Linked DNA regions of Zea mays: all the other regions are linked to region 3. A link is a contact called in public Hi-C data. All regions are on one chromosome and are shown on one strand. Each heading gives the region's core, a stretch centred on a gene start, on an enhancer-like site or on the middle of the called end of the contact. The rest is flanking DNA. Distances are from core to core; before and after follow the strand shown.

Region 1 (3,334 bases), core at 600-3,099, 320 kb before region 3:
GCGGAGAGACTGCTTCAAACGAAAAACCTGGTGACTCAATGAGATAGCTCCACAACCATTAAAACAACATGAATGGACAAAGCTGCTACGTAACCAAAAACTACTCAATGGACTGATTAAGAAACAATGAGAAATAGCTATAAGCTGAGCAGTGAGCAACTGTTTGCGCAACATACATGTCAACTTGTGAAGTACTACATAAAGTCACTCATGATTCAAAGCATTCCTAAGGACTACCAAACATAGGCACTACTTAAGGAAAATGACAGACCCAGTGCTCGAGGCTCCCACATGATTGGGACTTGGGAAGGGATAAACCGAGACAAGCCTTCTCACGCAAATGCAGAGAGGCTGCTTCGAACACACAAACAGTGACTCGGTGACACAACTCTCACCACTACACCAATCCTGCCCTTCTAGGCACTACTAAAAATACCACATAAAAACAGGGTTCACGAATAATTGATTTATTCTAATCATAATAACTTGGAAAATGCCATGGAGTTAGGACATGCATCTTCCCACTTGGAACTAGTTACATTTGAACAAATGTACACAAGAGATGTATTGAGTTTCAAGGGCAATAGGATACCATACAATAGAACAAATCCTTGGTTTCCAATCACAATTTAAGTTTATTAAGTTCCGACAGAACAAACTTAATGCCACTTTAGATAGTACGAACAGTGTAACCAGCCAAAGTTAAACAGCTATCACCAACCTAAGTGCAACTTCCTTCCGGACATTGTACCGGATCTTCTTATCAAAGTTCCGCTCCTTCCGCTTTTCCCTAAATCTCATCAGTGATGCCACCCGATGTGGAAAGTTCAACCTCTGAAAGGAGGAGACGAGCAAACACAGGTATGTGAACTATCCATTCCAGTTTGCAGTTACTATGGACATAGTCACGGGCATTATTATACATAAGATTCAACATCACATATCCCAACCTTACTATAAGGTGCAGAGGACGACGCTCCGCTCAGGCTACTCAGCTCCCTGCCTCCAAGCAGCAGAAGCACGGCTTGGACCTGCAGACAGAACCAAAAACTCTCATCGGTCTAGCGAATTGAATTGGCTACACGCAGAGAAAACAAGTTCACGTCTACAGAGGGCAGAAGAGGAGAGGCACCTTATCAGGGGAGACAGAGTCGAATACATAGACCTCGCCCTGGAACGAGAGGGTGAGCTGGTTGGTCGCCATGGGTGGCACGGTCCCAGGCACCAACACCGAGTGCGGGTCCATCTGCGCGCCAGCGGCCGCCACGGCGGCGGCAGCAGCAGCATCTGCGTCCATGGGAACGTGCTCCACACCGATGCCGCCGTGCTGCCCTTCCTGCTCATCGTCGTCGTCGTCGTCGTCCTCCATCTCGTCTTCCTCCTCGTCCTCCCCTTCTTCCTCCCCAACCTCCTGCTCGTGCCCCTGCAGCAGCTGCTGTTGTTCCGCGCCCAAGCGACTCAACGCCTCCGCCTCGGCGGCGGCCGCCACGAGGTGCTCCACCGACGGGGCAACGGCGGCAGGAGGCGGGACGGCTATCCCGTCCGCCGGCTGCGGGGGGCGCTCGGGCCCCCGGCGCGGCTGGTAGGGCTTGCTTCCGTCATGGTGGGAGTGGGACATTGATGGACGGTGAGGGATCGGATCGGAACGGACGATGGGGATTGGGGTGGAGGGTAACCCTACCCTAGGATTTCGATCTGTTTTCGATTTGGAGGGTGGACATGCAGGAGGCGGCCGTGTGGGTCCGGGTTTTTGTTGACAGATCACAGACGTCGGATCCACTAGTTTTTGCAGTACAGTGTCCCTAGTCGCTACTTCTCTACTATCTATTAAAGTCAATAGTGTAGACTCTTTGCACAACCATGTCCCGCCAGGCTCTCCCCACCCTTCTCCGTTCGCCCTGGCCTCAGCGCCGCATCCTCCGCGATGCTTGCGCGCCAGTCTCCGCTCCGTGTCCGCCGCCCACGCTCCCCCGTCCCCGCCTCCCACCAAAGATCGATCAAGGCGGCGATCTTCTCCGCCAGGGCCTTCGCGCTGGCGGCTGTCCGTGCGCAGGGGCAGCATCACGGCAGCGGGCTCTTGAACCACCAGAACTTCTACTCACCACGCATGGCAATCTACCCTCTGTGATCGCCACTGAGAACGTCGACGCGCTGCTCGGGCAGGGCCTCCTCGTCGCGCGGCTCAAGTCGCACAGGTCAACATAATACCAACGCTCGTTCCTGCTCCCGTCCGAATCACCTGCACTTTTTCCCCCTTCATGTTCCTGCTTGTGCATTTGTTGCGGTTGAGGGGTGCTTTGGATATGAGGTTCTTAGTAGTTAGTTCTTAGACTGGTCGTAAACTTGCAGTGTGGTTAGCCTAAGATCTGCATGTGGCCAAGCAGGCATGACCAGTCGCTGTGGAGCCAGTGGCGGTGGGTGAGCTATTGCTGGGACTCATGAATTGTTGTAATGTCGTTGATTAGGAAAGGGAATTGCTTCTCAATTGTTTGGGTTGTTAGCAGTAGCAATGCTTGATGTAATGATAGTGACATGAGTTACTACCCAAGCGGGTGCTCACAAGCTAGGCATTGTAAATGTTGCCTTTTGGTTGTGGGAATCAGTGTTGGTAGCGGGTGCTCACAAGCTGAGCACTGTAAATATTACATTTTGGTTGTGGTAATCGCCCAATCAGTGTTGGTAGTTTGGAGTTCCTGAATGTAGGGCTGGGCAAAAAACCCGAAACCCGAAATACCCTAAACCCGAATTTTGTTCGGGAATTTCGGGTAATTCGGGTATCACAATCGGGTACCCGAATTACCCAAACTTTCATGTGTCATGTACTAATGTCATACTTAATTATTAATTTGTACATCTATAATTATGTGTAAGTGTGCATAACTTGTGATTGTAGATTGCTTGTGTTTTATATATTCACGTATATCATTATTCAAACTATATTTTTATACTAATTTAATAGGGTGTATGTGTTTTTACGAAGCCGACACAATAGTTCGGGTAGTTCGGGAATACCCGAACCCGAACCCGAAATTCCGGGTACCCGAATTTTCGGGTATTGCAAAACCCGTTGTAATTTCGGGTATCGATTCTCAAAACCCGAAATTTTAAAAACCCGAATTACCCGACCCGAATTTTTCGGGTAACCCGAACGCCCACCCCTACCTGAATGTAGTACTGGTTAAAGTATCCTTTTTCTTCCTTGCAAAGGTTTTTACGAGTGATGCCTACATGTTTGCAACTCAGTAGGTGGAGCTGTCCAAGCACCTCACCAATGCAGAATGGAACCTTGTGAAAGCAGCTAATCCCTGTGCGGAAGACGTACTCGCAGAACATG
Region 2 (3,233 bases), core at 58-2,557, 280 kb before region 3:
TTAATATAAAGATGTGCAGTTCTCCTGCAAGTTAGAGAGAGAAAAAAGAAATACAGAGTATATATACAAATACAACAATTGTGTCTGAATATGAACAAATGGTACCTAAGCAAACTTGATTAACTGTTGGTCCCAGATTTGTTCAATAGTTTCTAACACTTCATTTTTTAGCGTTCTCAAATTACAATCACAACTTCACATGCTGTGATTTTGTTATCAATAATAATCAGAAAGTACCTGAAGCTCCAGGGAAGTAGAACGAAGCCAGGCGAGTTGAGACTCTCTGATCCATCCATATGTTTTAACTCCATTCACCATTTCACGATCACCGCTATCCAGGAAGTAAAGGTTAAGCAGGCTAGTATTGACCAGCTCGGATCCGAATGGCCCATGGATGCCAACATGATAATTCCCAAACCCATGTACCAAAAAACCAGGTGGGTTTACTTGAGATACCGAGTAGTCCATTAGAGACATGAAGGTCATCAGCTCCTCCCGGGTCATTGTCGACTCTTGGTCATGATTACCTAAGATGGCAGCCCATGGCACCCTGTATTCGATAGCAGGGCTGATTGCTCTGAGTAGTGATTCTGCTGCGTCAGTTGCACTGCCCCCAAATATGTTGTCCCCTGATCCAAATTGAACCAACGTGAGCGTTAAGATTAAATTACAATGCGCCCCTTTTGCTTGTATATGTAAAGGACTAAAAGGGAAACAACTTTCGTAGTCTAGGAGCACAAAAGGGCAAGTAATAGGATGTAGAAAGGAGAAGAGAGAAGCGCACCGGTGAAGGCGATGAGGTCGGGCTTCTCGGCCTCGATGACACGGCGCAGGAACCGCGTGGTGTTGAGGTCGGAGCAGCGCGCGCCGCCGCCTTCGGGGCCCACGTCCCGGCAGCGCGTGGTGGCGCCGTTGCCGAAGTGCATGTCCGCCACCTAGCAGCGGGCGTCAGAGAGCGGGATCAGGTCGTAAGCTTCCTAGACGAACGCGCGGGGGGGCGGACGGGAAGCAAGCGCGAGCGAGCGAGTGCGCGCGTGGGTGGGCTGGGCCTGGGCGAGAGGCGCGCACCTGGAGGATCTTGAAGGCGCCATCGTGGCGGAACCGGAGAGGGAGGGGCGCGGCCGCCTTGATGCGGGGCACGGCGGCGTCGGGGTCCGGGTCCAGCACGGCGGCGAGGCGGAGCAGCAGAAGCGCAAGGAGGCAGGGGATCAGCAGGGAGACGAGAGCTGCCAGGTGGGACGAGGCCATCGGTCTCTCAGCTACCTCCATGCCGAAACCGAACCGAACCAACAGGCGTGAACATGTCGCTTGTTGTTTTTTCAGGTTCAGTCTTCATATTGCCTTTGCCTGGATTGTTTTCATAGCACAGCCAGCACTGGCAGCATCACTATCATCCCCTGTCCGTCAGCTTCAATGGCTGCCATGTTCCACTACGTAAAAGAGGGCTACCGGCAATTTGACGTTTACTATGTTACCTTGTGAGTGATGACATAAAAGATGTCCTAAAATAAGATGATGGTGGTCACAGGCTACCAAGTCTTGGCCGTCCAGGTATTAGGTAAGCAACATGGCTGAATTTCGTGGCCCTGCATACGGTGCCATGAGTTTATTTATTTATTTAGTTTTGTCCGGGAACCAATTTATCGAATGATCCATAGTTATGTAACACCCCGTCTAATCCCTATAGCGGCGGTACTTACTCCTGACAGCTTTCTAAGATCATATATCGTCCCCACAAACTAACACGAGTTTTTTTGTGCACTTTGTCCTCACTCATGCGCACCCGAGAAAACTTCTCAGTCGGTTACTCATCCCAAATTGCTCCAAACCAATCACGTTTAACTTGGAGGTTCTTTAGAGATAGGCTTCCGAAAAAGAAGATGCAACTTGTTGATACGAATACTCTATTAATTCTATTAAACTTTTGGCCAGGATATCACAATTCACCCCCTTAGAAGACCGACGTCCTCGTCGGTCAACCCCAATCCAGAAACCTCCCCTCTTAGCCACGTCCGTGTGTCTAGTGTCGTCATATGCCATGCCATGTGACCACTTCAGACCCACATGCGCCATGCGCCATATACCCGAACCCTCTAGCTCACACACGCCCGTGAAACCTCGAGGGTCAGCTCTGATACCACTTGTAACACCCCGTCCAATCCTGGACCGACGGTACTTACTCCTGGCAGCTGTCGGCGTTTCGAGACAGGGGGGTCCCTAAGCCGACGAGTGAGTGTGCTGCGTGCCCCAGCCCAGATGGGTCGAGCGCGTGGGCGAGCGCGAAGGGGGGAGTGGCGAGGTGGCCGGAGTCGAGCGTGAGAGAGGTGTAAGTCCCGCGGCCTTCGTGTTCGTCCCGCGCCCAGGTCAGGTGCGCTTGCAGTAGGGGGGTTACAAGCGTCCACGCGGGTGAGGGAAGCGAGCGGCCCCAAGAGAGCGCCTGTCCCGTCCTCGGTCCCGCGCGGCCAACCTTTTCTGAGAAGGCCCTGGTCCTTCCTTTTATAGTCGTAAGGAGAGGATCCAGGTGTACAATGGGGGGTGTAGCAGAGTGCTACGTGTCTAGCGGAGGGAGAGCTAGCGCCCTAGGTACATGCCAATGTGGCAGCCGGAGAGATCTGGGCACCCTGCTGGCGTGATGTCGTGGCTGTCGGAGGTGCGGCGGAGCCTGATGGAGGGACAGCTATTGGAGCGGTCGAGTCCCTGCTGACGTTGTCCTGCTTCCGTAAGAGAGCCGGGGGCCGCCGTCGTCATAGAGCTTGTGGAGCGCCATCATTGCCCCTCTGGCGGAGCTGGCCGGATGAGACGCCGGTCTTGTTCTCCGTGACCCGAGTCGATTCGGGGTAGGATGATGATGGCGCCTCCTGTTGACGCGGCGGTCTGTGCCCTAGGCAGGGCGACGTGGGGGTTCCTCCGAAGCCGAGGTTGAGTCTGCCTTTTGTTGCCGCGGCCGAGCCCGAGCCAAGGGGTCGGGCGAGGCGGAAGTCGTTCGGCCGAGGCCAGGGCGGAGTCCGAGCCCTGGGGTCGGGCGAGGCGGAGTTTCGTCGTCTTCCGGGTCTTAGCCCGAGTCCGAGCCCTGGGGTCGGGCGGGGCGGAGTTTCGTCGTCTTCCGGGTCTTAGCCCGAGTCCGAGCCCTGGGGTCGGGCGGAGCGGAGTTCGCCGTCTTCCGGGTCTTAGCCCGAGTCCGAGCCCTGGGGTCGGGCGGAGCGGAGTTCGCCGTCTTCCGGGTCTTAGCCCGA
Region 3 (3,041 bases), core at 198-2,697:
CGAAATGCTGCTGAAAGCGAAAGCCCCGACTGAGGTGGTTGAGGATCTCGTTCAGACGATCTACAGCTCAGACCGGTCGGATTCCATGCAGACAACTATCAGCTAGATCAGATAGGCAAAGGACCATTATTTGTCGCGACACCAAGCGCTTACGATGGACCTCGGCAAACACCATGTGTCTCAGAAATTTGGTATCAGTGACCGGTGCGTGCTGATGAACATTGGCAGTGGGAGAGGGGGGGGGGGGGGGGGGGGGGGGGTGAGGTGGCGTATCTTCTTTGCGATGGTCATCCCTTTGCCAGAAGGAAATAAAGGAGACGCGAAGAGGATGTCGAGGTCAGTCGGATCCACGGTTAGCATATAGAGTCAGGTGACATGGCCTCTCTCAACTATAGTGTGTGTGTGTGTGTGGCATATACGGTGAGCATATACAAGAACAACAGTGTGTGTGTGGCAGAAGTGAAACAAACTGATACGGTTGTGTTGCACTGTCGTACCAGTTCAATGTTCCTGAAGTGATATTATTCTTTGACGTTATAAATACTTCGAGGGTGGGTGGGCGAATTTCACGTTTTGTCGACGTTTCCTGGGTTGAGCTTTCCATCCAGCTTCTCAAATCCCATTTTACTCTGAATATTCTGTTGACAGGGATTTCTGTTATTAAAGATTCGGAGCAGTTTGTTGTTGTTGCTTTTGACGGTGACCTTCATGAATCCTGACTCCTGAGATGCATTTTTTTTGTGTTTAGTTTTGCGACTGAGACCTGTGGAGGGAAAACTCCAAGGTTTGTGCAACTGCAACTGATTTCAGAGTTTCAGTGCCACAGTTTCTTCCTTTCTTACTGATTTCAGAGTTTCAGCTCGAGCCTATCTCTAGCAGGTCTCCTGTGTTTTACTATAGTGATTAGATCTATAATGCGGTTTTTATGACGTGTGTTGTTGGTTTGGATTTGGAGAGAGTCCGCTCCACTCCGCGCCGGGGCCCACGGGCCACGGCCCCTGCTTGGCAGGCTGGGTCTCTGGTCAGTCACGACTCACGCGGGCCGGGCGCACACTAGAGGAGACCTGCTGCTACCGAACAAGACCATGAGCCAATTGTCACTGACATGTCGGACACCTCACCAAGACCAGGTGCACGCATTCCGAACCGGTGATTGCTCCTCCCCCATGCCCATGCGGCCATATCCGGAGGACGTGTCGCCGTCGATTTTATTATAAAAAGGACTTCTCCGTACGCCGCGTTCACAGCGCCTCTCCCACTGACACCTTCGGCCCTGCCGGGACGGCTTATCTACGTGGCGAGAGCGGGAGCAGCGAGCTGCAAAGGGAGAGAGAGAGAGAGAAAAAAAACCCCAAGGATTTGAGATGCTTGCCTTGCCTCTCCCTCCATTAAAGACAAGGGAGGCAGCCAAAAGGCGACGCACCATTAGCCAAGCCAGTACCATCGCAAGCACGCACCTTTGCCTCCCTTCCGCTCCCCGCCTCCCCCCTCACTCACTGCCCACTGCCACTCCACTCCCCGCTCCCCAAACCCTACCCCAACGGCCCAACCCCCCGGAGCGGAGCGGAGCGATTCGCTGGTCCCGCCAGCGCCGCGCCCGGGCATGCCGCCGCCATTGGGTGGCGCGACCGACGACGCCCACTGAGCCGTGCGCCGGGGAGCCGCCGCTGTTCCTTCCTCGGTGTCCAGTGGATTGGAGTGGAGATCCCGCCGGAAGCGGAGGCAGGAACCGCCCCTGCTGTCGCGAGTGAGTGATCGTCGGTTGCAATCGTTGCATTGAGTCCTTCGCTCTTAGTATTTCCTTGTCGGACACCAGAAAAAGAAGTAGAAGAAAAAAAGATTCCGTTCTGTTCTTCTTGCCCTCCGGAAACTACTCGATCGAAACGCTTCTTTCTCGTTGTTCCCCCAGCTACTAAAAGTGACAGCGTTTTACTAGCTCATCGTCTGAACACCAAACCTCTCATCTCATGCATGAATGCATATGCAGTGCATCCAAGGCGCAGGCGGTAGCCGTTCTCTCCTTCTCGTATCGATCGCGTCATTTAATCTGCGCCATTTAACGCCACTGCCAACCCCTGATTTAAGAGGTTCCATAAATGCTCCCACACCTCCACGGGAAGCCCCCCGGGGGGGGGGGGGGGTGGGCTAGCTCTGCCACCGCGGGCACGTACTGGCTGTGGACCACTGTGATGCCGCACCTTGAGTGACATGGCCGTGTGATTTACTGGAAGGTTGCACCGCGCGCGGCAGTCAGTGTTGCCCGCCTAGTACTGCTTCTACCCTTGCTGGTCTGGCCGGGGGCGGCGTCACAAAGCTTTCGACTGACTGCAGTGCAGATGCATGCTTTTTCAATTTTTGTTTGTTTGTGCTGAATACTTGCGTGACCTCGTGCTTTCTGGCTCTCTATATTTGGAAGGTTCTGCGGTGCTGACATCGGTGAAAGATGAGGAGGATCAGGCTTGCCTGTTTGCTTGTTATCTTTGTGCAAGTGCAATGGGCGGCCCTTGGAACGCATGATGTGTACATCGTGACCATGGAAGGGGATCCGGTCGTTAGCTACAGAGGCGGTGTCCAAGGATTTCCAGCAACCGCTGTGGATTCGGACGAGGAAATTGATCTAACCAGGTAATGAACTACTCTCGCTGATGCTTTTCTTTGCCATGGCTCTCAAGACTGATTGTTGTTCAATTTCGTTTCTGAAGCTTTATTGCTATCTGAACTTGCCTGCCGTTATTTTTCCTATAGGATCCTTGATGTCAAACTCTGAAAGTTCCTTACTATATTTTTGCATTGCACTCTGGCTTGCGCTTAGCATGTTTCAAACACAATAGTTTTGCCTTCATTTCAAGCTTACTGATTTTGCAGCGAGGCTGTCAAATCGTATGCCCTCCACCTCCGAGGACACCATGACAAGCTGCTAGACTCGCTTTTAGTAGAAGGAACTTACGAGAAGCTTTATAGCTACCATCATCTCATCAATGGCTTCGCAGTTCACATGTCGCCACTGCAGGTATTTGGTGTCCCGATTTTGCTTAGAGGCG

Evidence for each region. Hi-C and Micro-C count contacts between places; a contact is called where the count stands out from the background.
Region 1: a contact with region 3 is called in a Hi-C map of endosperm, with 2.3 times the contacts expected there. The contact joins the promoter of LOC100282175 here to the promoter of LOC103629592 in region 3. A contact is called at or near these places in 3 of 25 Hi-C or Micro-C datasets (ear, endosperm and tassel).
Region 2: a Hi-C map of endosperm shows a contact between it and region 3, with 2.3 times the contacts expected there. The contact joins the promoter of LOC100282698 here to the promoter of LOC103629592 in region 3. A contact is called at or near these places in 3 of 25 Hi-C or Micro-C datasets (ear, endosperm and leaf).

What each region holds. Positions count from the first base shown.
Region 1 is chr6:97,029,995-97,033,328 of Zm-B73-REFERENCE-NAM-5.0, reverse strand. It overlaps LOC100282175 (GATA transcription factor 25), which reads right to left and starts at 1,849. Exons shown (of 7, transcript NM_001412071.1): 1 at 1,133-1,849; 2 at 951-1,031; 3 at 722-834. The coding sequence starts at 1,618.
Region 2 is chr6:96,992,200-96,995,432 of Zm-B73-REFERENCE-NAM-5.0, reverse strand. It overlaps LOC100282698 (phosphatase DCR2), which reads right to left and starts at 1,307. Exons shown (of 4, transcript NM_001371881.1): 1 at 1,069-1,307; 2 at 785-935; 3 at 238-629. The coding sequence starts at 1,269.
Region 3 is chr6:96,709,705-96,712,745 of Zm-B73-REFERENCE-NAM-5.0, reverse strand. It overlaps LOC103629592 (subtilisin-like protease), which reads left to right and starts at 1,447. Exons shown (of 11, transcript NM_001301471.1): 1 at 1,447-1,747; 2 at 2,417-2,625; 3 at 2,866-3,010. The coding sequence starts at 2,444. It overlaps LOC103629593 (probable aminodeoxychorismate synthase, chloroplastic), which reads left to right. Exons shown (of 13, transcript XM_020539309.3): 13 at 1-574. The coding sequence ends at 106.